Linked DNA regions of Callithrix jacchus: region 2 is linked to region 1. Evidence: chromatin contacts called from public Hi-C data. All regions are on one chromosome and are shown on one strand. The core of a region is the stretch at or near the end of the contact, and the rest is flanking DNA. Distances in the headings are between cores, read along the strand shown.

Evidence for each region. A called contact is a pair of places that touch in the nucleus more often than the background predicts.
Region 2: a contact with region 1 is called in a Hi-C map of skeletal muscle, with 4 times the contacts expected there. The contact joins the enhancer-like site here to the promoter of HTD2 in region 1. A contact is called at or near these places in 3 of 3 Hi-C or Micro-C datasets (induced pluripotent stem cells and skeletal muscle).

Annotation. Positions count from the first base shown.
Region 1 is chr15:40,109,555-40,112,254 of calJac240_pri, reverse strand. It overlaps HTD2 (hydroxyacyl-thioester dehydratase type 2), which reads right to left and starts at 1,449. Exons shown (of 1, transcript XM_054245814.2): 1 at 1-1,449. The coding sequence starts at 1,273. The coding sequence ends at 767. It overlaps RPP14 (ribonuclease P/MRP subunit p14), which reads right to left. Exons shown (of 6, transcript XM_017964996.4): 4 at 2,290-2,366; 5 at 1,889-1,967; 6 at 1-1,447. The coding sequence ends at 1,391.
Region 2 is chr15:40,206,226-40,208,925 of calJac240_pri, reverse strand. All of the region lies in intron 14 of PXK (PX domain containing serine/threonine kinase like), which reads right to left. Among named protein-coding and RNA genes, the nearest start is that of PDHB, 20 kb to the left of the region's middle. Within about 2 kb of position 1,330, at least 6 of the 16 cell types and tissues checked have an H3K27ac peak or open chromatin away from gene starts, as enhancers often do.

The sequences.
Region 1 (2,700 bases), core at 200-2,699:
AAACGATTTTCCTGCCTCAGCCTCCCAAGTAGCTGGGATTATAGGTGCCCGCCACCATGCCCAGCTAATTTTTGTATTTTTAGTGGAAATGGGGTTTCACATGTTGACCAAGCTGGTCTTGAGCTTCTGACCTCAAGTGATTCGCCTGCCATGGCCTCCCAAAGTGCTGGGATTATAACCATGCACCACCATGCCTGACTTCAAAGTAGAGTGTTTACATAAATAACCTTCCCAATACTTTTTTTTTTTTTGAGACAGGGTCTTGCTCTGTCACCCAGGCTGCAGTGCAGAGGTGTGATCTCAGCTTCTCATTGTAACCTCCAGCTCTTGGGCCCAAGCTATTCTCCCACCTCAGCCTCCCCAGTAGCTGGGACTACAGGCCCAAGCCACCAAGCACTACTAATTTTTACATTTTCTTTTTGTTGGGATGTGGTCTCACCATGTTGGCCAGGCTGGTCTTGGACTGCTGACCTTAAGTGATCCATCTGCCTCAGCCTCCCAAAGTGCTAGGATTACAGTTATGAGTCACCATGCCTAGCCTATTTCTTGAATTAAAAAAAAAAAAAAGGGCAGAGAATTTCACATACACTCTTGCATAAGGCCAAACTGGAAAGTGGGCATTTGAACAGCTATCTGCTCCCTTACCCTAATTAGGATGGGCTTCTGGGCCTACCAACCATTCTTTGGTGAAGAGCAGCAATCCATTTCCCCAAAGGCTCTTTAATAACAGCATTGGTGTTTGAGGTTGCATCTTTAAACACGTATTTCAGGATTTAGGAGCTTCTGGAACCATAACTTTAACCCAGCCTTCCATGACAGTCTTTTTACTTTCTACTACTGAACACGACACTGCAATAATAGCAATGAACCGTTTTAGCTTTTTCACTTCTGCAGAAGCTAAAACAACTTCTCCAATATATAAAGGGGCTGGAAAGCTAATTTCTTGGGAAAGAAATACACAGCCTGGCCCTGGCATTTTAGTTCCCAGGAGAGCTGAGATAAGTCCATTGATCAAAACTCCATGTACAATTGTATTTCCAAACTTGGTGTGTTTTGCAAAGTCTTCATTTAGATGCAAAGGATTGGCATCCCCTGTTAACTCTGAGAAGGTAGCCACATCCGTCTGTGTGAAGGCCCTCCTAAGTTCAGCACGGTCTCCAACTCTGATGTGCATATGCTGAAAGTGCTGCAGGGCCAGCACCGGGAGGTTCAGGCAGACTCTCCTCCGAAGCCCACCCCACCAAAGGTGATGGCTGGAAATTAGTGGGAACATCTTCAGCACCCTCAAATTTCACCAAGAGCTTTTAGCCTGCTTCAGTCTTCAAACATGCAGGCACCAAAAAATAAATCTGAGAGTGGAGGAATGTTTCCAAAATAGAAGACTATTCCTTCAATCCAATACTAGTTCCCTACTATTACCAGATAATGCCAGGAGAAATGGAGAAACCTACAAAAGAAAGAAAAAGGTTAAGGCATTGGAAGAAACTGCACTGAAGCACAGGGCAATGTGGAAACATGTCCAGTTTTACAGGATAAACAAAGTGAATGCAGGAGCATTTTAAAGAGCGTCCCAAGAGGAAGCCTTCAATAACAAGTAGTCATAGCTTAAAAGGAGCATACAATATATAACACCCAAAGCATTAAGTGTTAAATAAAAAATAAGACTTAACCACAGAGTAGCAACTTTTATCCCAGAACAACCTCCCACAGACTTTAAAATCTGAAGTGCTGTGTCTCACATTTTTTGAAAACAAGCCCTTTATGTTCCCCTACTTAGATCATGTTAACCATATTACATTCATGCAAGCACAAAAATGAGCTATGAATATTAAGAAGCGATTGAGCCATCATCAGTCTCATTTGGAATATGTGAGGGAACAGTCTTTACCTGAATCACCCGGAAAGCACATTTTTTGCCTTTATAGGATCCTAACAAGGCCAAAGAGCTCCACAATTTGACAAGACCACTGCAGAAAAGACCAGGAAAATACATAGCGTATCATAGGCTGAAAACAAAATGAACCTCAACTAAGGTTTCTGAAATATTCACTTCTGGCTTTGCAACTATAACCATCAATGGGAAACTAGAGCTGTAACCAAAGCATGTTTTGCTCTCTCTAGGGTACAAGTTTCTGGTGGATGGAATGTTCATATTCATCCCAGTTAAAATCCCCAAAAGCTGCTCAGAGTTCACAATATTCTTCTCATTCTCAGAGGAAAGAATTTTTGCTCTAATTCTCATCAGTCTCTCTGACTTGTTATACTAGAAATGCCCACTCTCTGTCATACCTGCTACATATTCTCAAGATGGCTGACAAGGTCTTCTCTTCATAGCGTAGGATGTCCAAAGGCAAGGCGGCATCAACCTGGATATGGAATAATACTATTAGCAGGCTGTTAGCACCATTATTCTTGCTTGTCAAGTTTTGACTATTCTCCACAAATGCTGTATTTTATTTAATGGTGCTGGTGCTTTGAATTGCCTATTTGATTATAGCTCCCCCTGCCTAGAAAGTTCTGCCTACACCTCTTCATATGGCTGATAATCAGTCCCTCATCCTTTGAGCCTTCATTTAAATTGTTCCTTGACTGATCTTTAAGATGAGACAAAGTCAGCTTGCTATGTTCTTTCTTGTACAGGAACACCATACTTCCTCTTTCATAATTCTCTTCATTCTTGTCACTAATTGCCTAACATGT
Region 2 (2,700 bases), core at 81-2,580, 97 kb before region 1:
GGTCAGATTTCGAGCATTTCGCTGCCTGGTCCTCCTTGCCTAGCACTCTGCAATAAATGCCTTCCTTTCTATCACTGCAACAGCCTCGGTGTGGGTATCTTGTTTTATTGCACTGGGTGAATAGGACCCCAGTTTGGTTCTATAACAACATTTCTATATGGTTGTCAATCATGCCTAGCTGATGACGCCTCCATAAAAGGCCCAAGAGGGCAGGGTTTGGAGAGCTTCCTGATAGCTGAACATGCGAAGGTTCCTGAAGGGTGATGTGCCCACGAAAGGCATGGAAGCTCCTTCCCCCAAACCTTGCCCTATGCATCTTTTCGTGTGTATCCTTTGTAACATCCTTTATAATAAACTGGTAAACATGTTTCCCTGAGTTCTGTGAGCTGCACCAGCAAATTAATGGAAACCAAAGAGAGGGCTGGGGGAACTTCTACTTATAGCTGGTTCGCCAAAGTTCTGGATTCCCATCCTTGCACATAGTGTCAGAAAGAGCAGGTAGTTTTGGGGACTAAGCCCCAACCTGTGGGGTGTGATGCAATCTCCAGGTAGATAGTGTCAGAACTGAGTTGGAGGACACCCAGCTTGTTGCTTACTGATTGCTTTCTTGGTGGCCGAGAGAACCACTCCCCGACCTCCTGAAATTCGGTCACAGAAGTCTGTGTGTGCTGATTATTGTTGTGTTGAGTGTCAGAACAGGAAAAAACACTTCTGAGTGTGAGTTTTTCCTAAACAGTGTCTATCATTTTGGAGCTTCTGAGAGGCACTGGAAATGTGACTCCATGAAAGCTAGGTCCTTGTCTATCCATTTCTGTAACCCAGGGCCAAGCGCAGTCCTCCTTAGCAAACCACAGGCTCTCAGTAAATGCACCTTGACTACATCTTGAATGAATAAACTCCCTGGGGTTGAATTGCTTAGGGACTGAAATGCTAGGTTGCCAGGCAAATGCTAAATATTAGTTACCATTTTCATGAGATGCATTACAGGAAATGCCCAGCAGAGGTCAGAGTACAGGCTGAGTCCATTTGATCAACAAAACATAAAAGGAGATAAAACAAAGGAGAAGCCAATATTTGCTGGGAACCTCTCATATCTGCCAGGCACTCTCACTCTGCCAGGCATTGTGCTGCGGCCTCACATATGTTTTCCTTCTAAATCCTCAAGACTCCCCTTCAGGCTGCGCACTATCAAGTTCACAGGAATGCCCCTCCCACTCACCGCCAGGTTTTCCCAACATTGACTCTAATTACATAAGACTCCTCTTTTTTTCTCTCATTCTAAAAGTTACCTTATCTCCTACAAACTTGCTCCTGGATGAGACAGTGCCCATTTAAACACAGATAAATTAGAGAATTCCCCCAAAAGTCCAAATAGATTGTAAATTCCCAAAGGCATTTAGAGATAAGAACTGGTAGTCAACTGAGCAGGGCAGATCTAACCACACAGGGAGGGGCTCTGAACCCTTACACAGCTGCCTCCAGTGCCTTGCTTGCTAAAGGAGGTTTATGGATTCTCACTATTAATTTCTCCTAATATGCCCAAGTAGTATTAAATTAATATCCTATATTCTAGGAAATGGGTCAATATAGTTGGGGCAGTAGATCACTAGACATTTCTGATTAGCCTGAACAGGTTATCTCCACAAAAGACAAAAAAGCTTATTTTCTGTCTTGATCAACATTTGGGGACTTTCTTGGGAAATCTGCTGACAAAGTAAGATAAGGACAAGAATATCCTCCCATGAACCAGGTACTTTGCTATTCAAAAGCAGGCCCTGGCCCTAGAACATTCAGCACTAAGGCACCAATAACCACCCTCAGGCAGAAATAAGTCATTCGCACTAGTCCCTTGCGTTTGCTCGCTCTTGTTTTCTTAGGTGGGTCAGTTAGAAGCATTTGAGTGGAGATGAGGAATGCTCTTGGCAGCTCCTGGGTGCCTTGTTAGATATTAATAATGATTATGGGATCAACTCATATACCAAACCCCTGCCAATGACTCTCCCTTCACACAGCTGTAGGAACCCTTCCAAGCACAGCCGGTAAGCTCTGAGTGGCAGAAGCAGCTCCTTGCACATCTAGAACATGTGATTCATTTAAGAAGCAAAAGGAGATACTGGTGTCCCAATTGTTTTTATTGGGCTTGCAAAAGACTTTAAGAGAGAGATCTTGGTTCAAAAAGAAAAGAAAGATAGTATTATGGGGCTACCCCACAAAATCAGGGATTATTTTTATAAGCAGTCTCCAAGATTCATTCTTTTTACATTTTTCAATCAAAACTTGTATCTAATTTACAAAGGTGAAACAAAGGCTAGTAACAGAAAAATATTCAGATAATTAAATACATTACAGAGCAAAACAGAGTCTAATTGTTGCCAGAAAATCGGAAATGCAGTGACTCTTTCACTCCTGCATCTAGGTATCTCACCAGTTGTGTTGTGATAAAGCTGACCCTATGAACAGGCTCCTTGGTAAGAGAGGCCTGGCAGGATGGGACCAGTGGGCCACAGTGCATCTGTGTTGTTTAGCTGAGCATGTACCAAGACAGGCTCCAATCCTAGCTCTGCATGAAGCTTTTCAACAAGCTGGAGCCAGGGGTGGCTAATGGCCCTGAAACTGGTCCATTTCCTGTGAAAGCAGAGCTTGGAAATCTAGCCCCTCTGCTCTCCCAAATGACACTGCTAATTTGCACTCCCACTGATC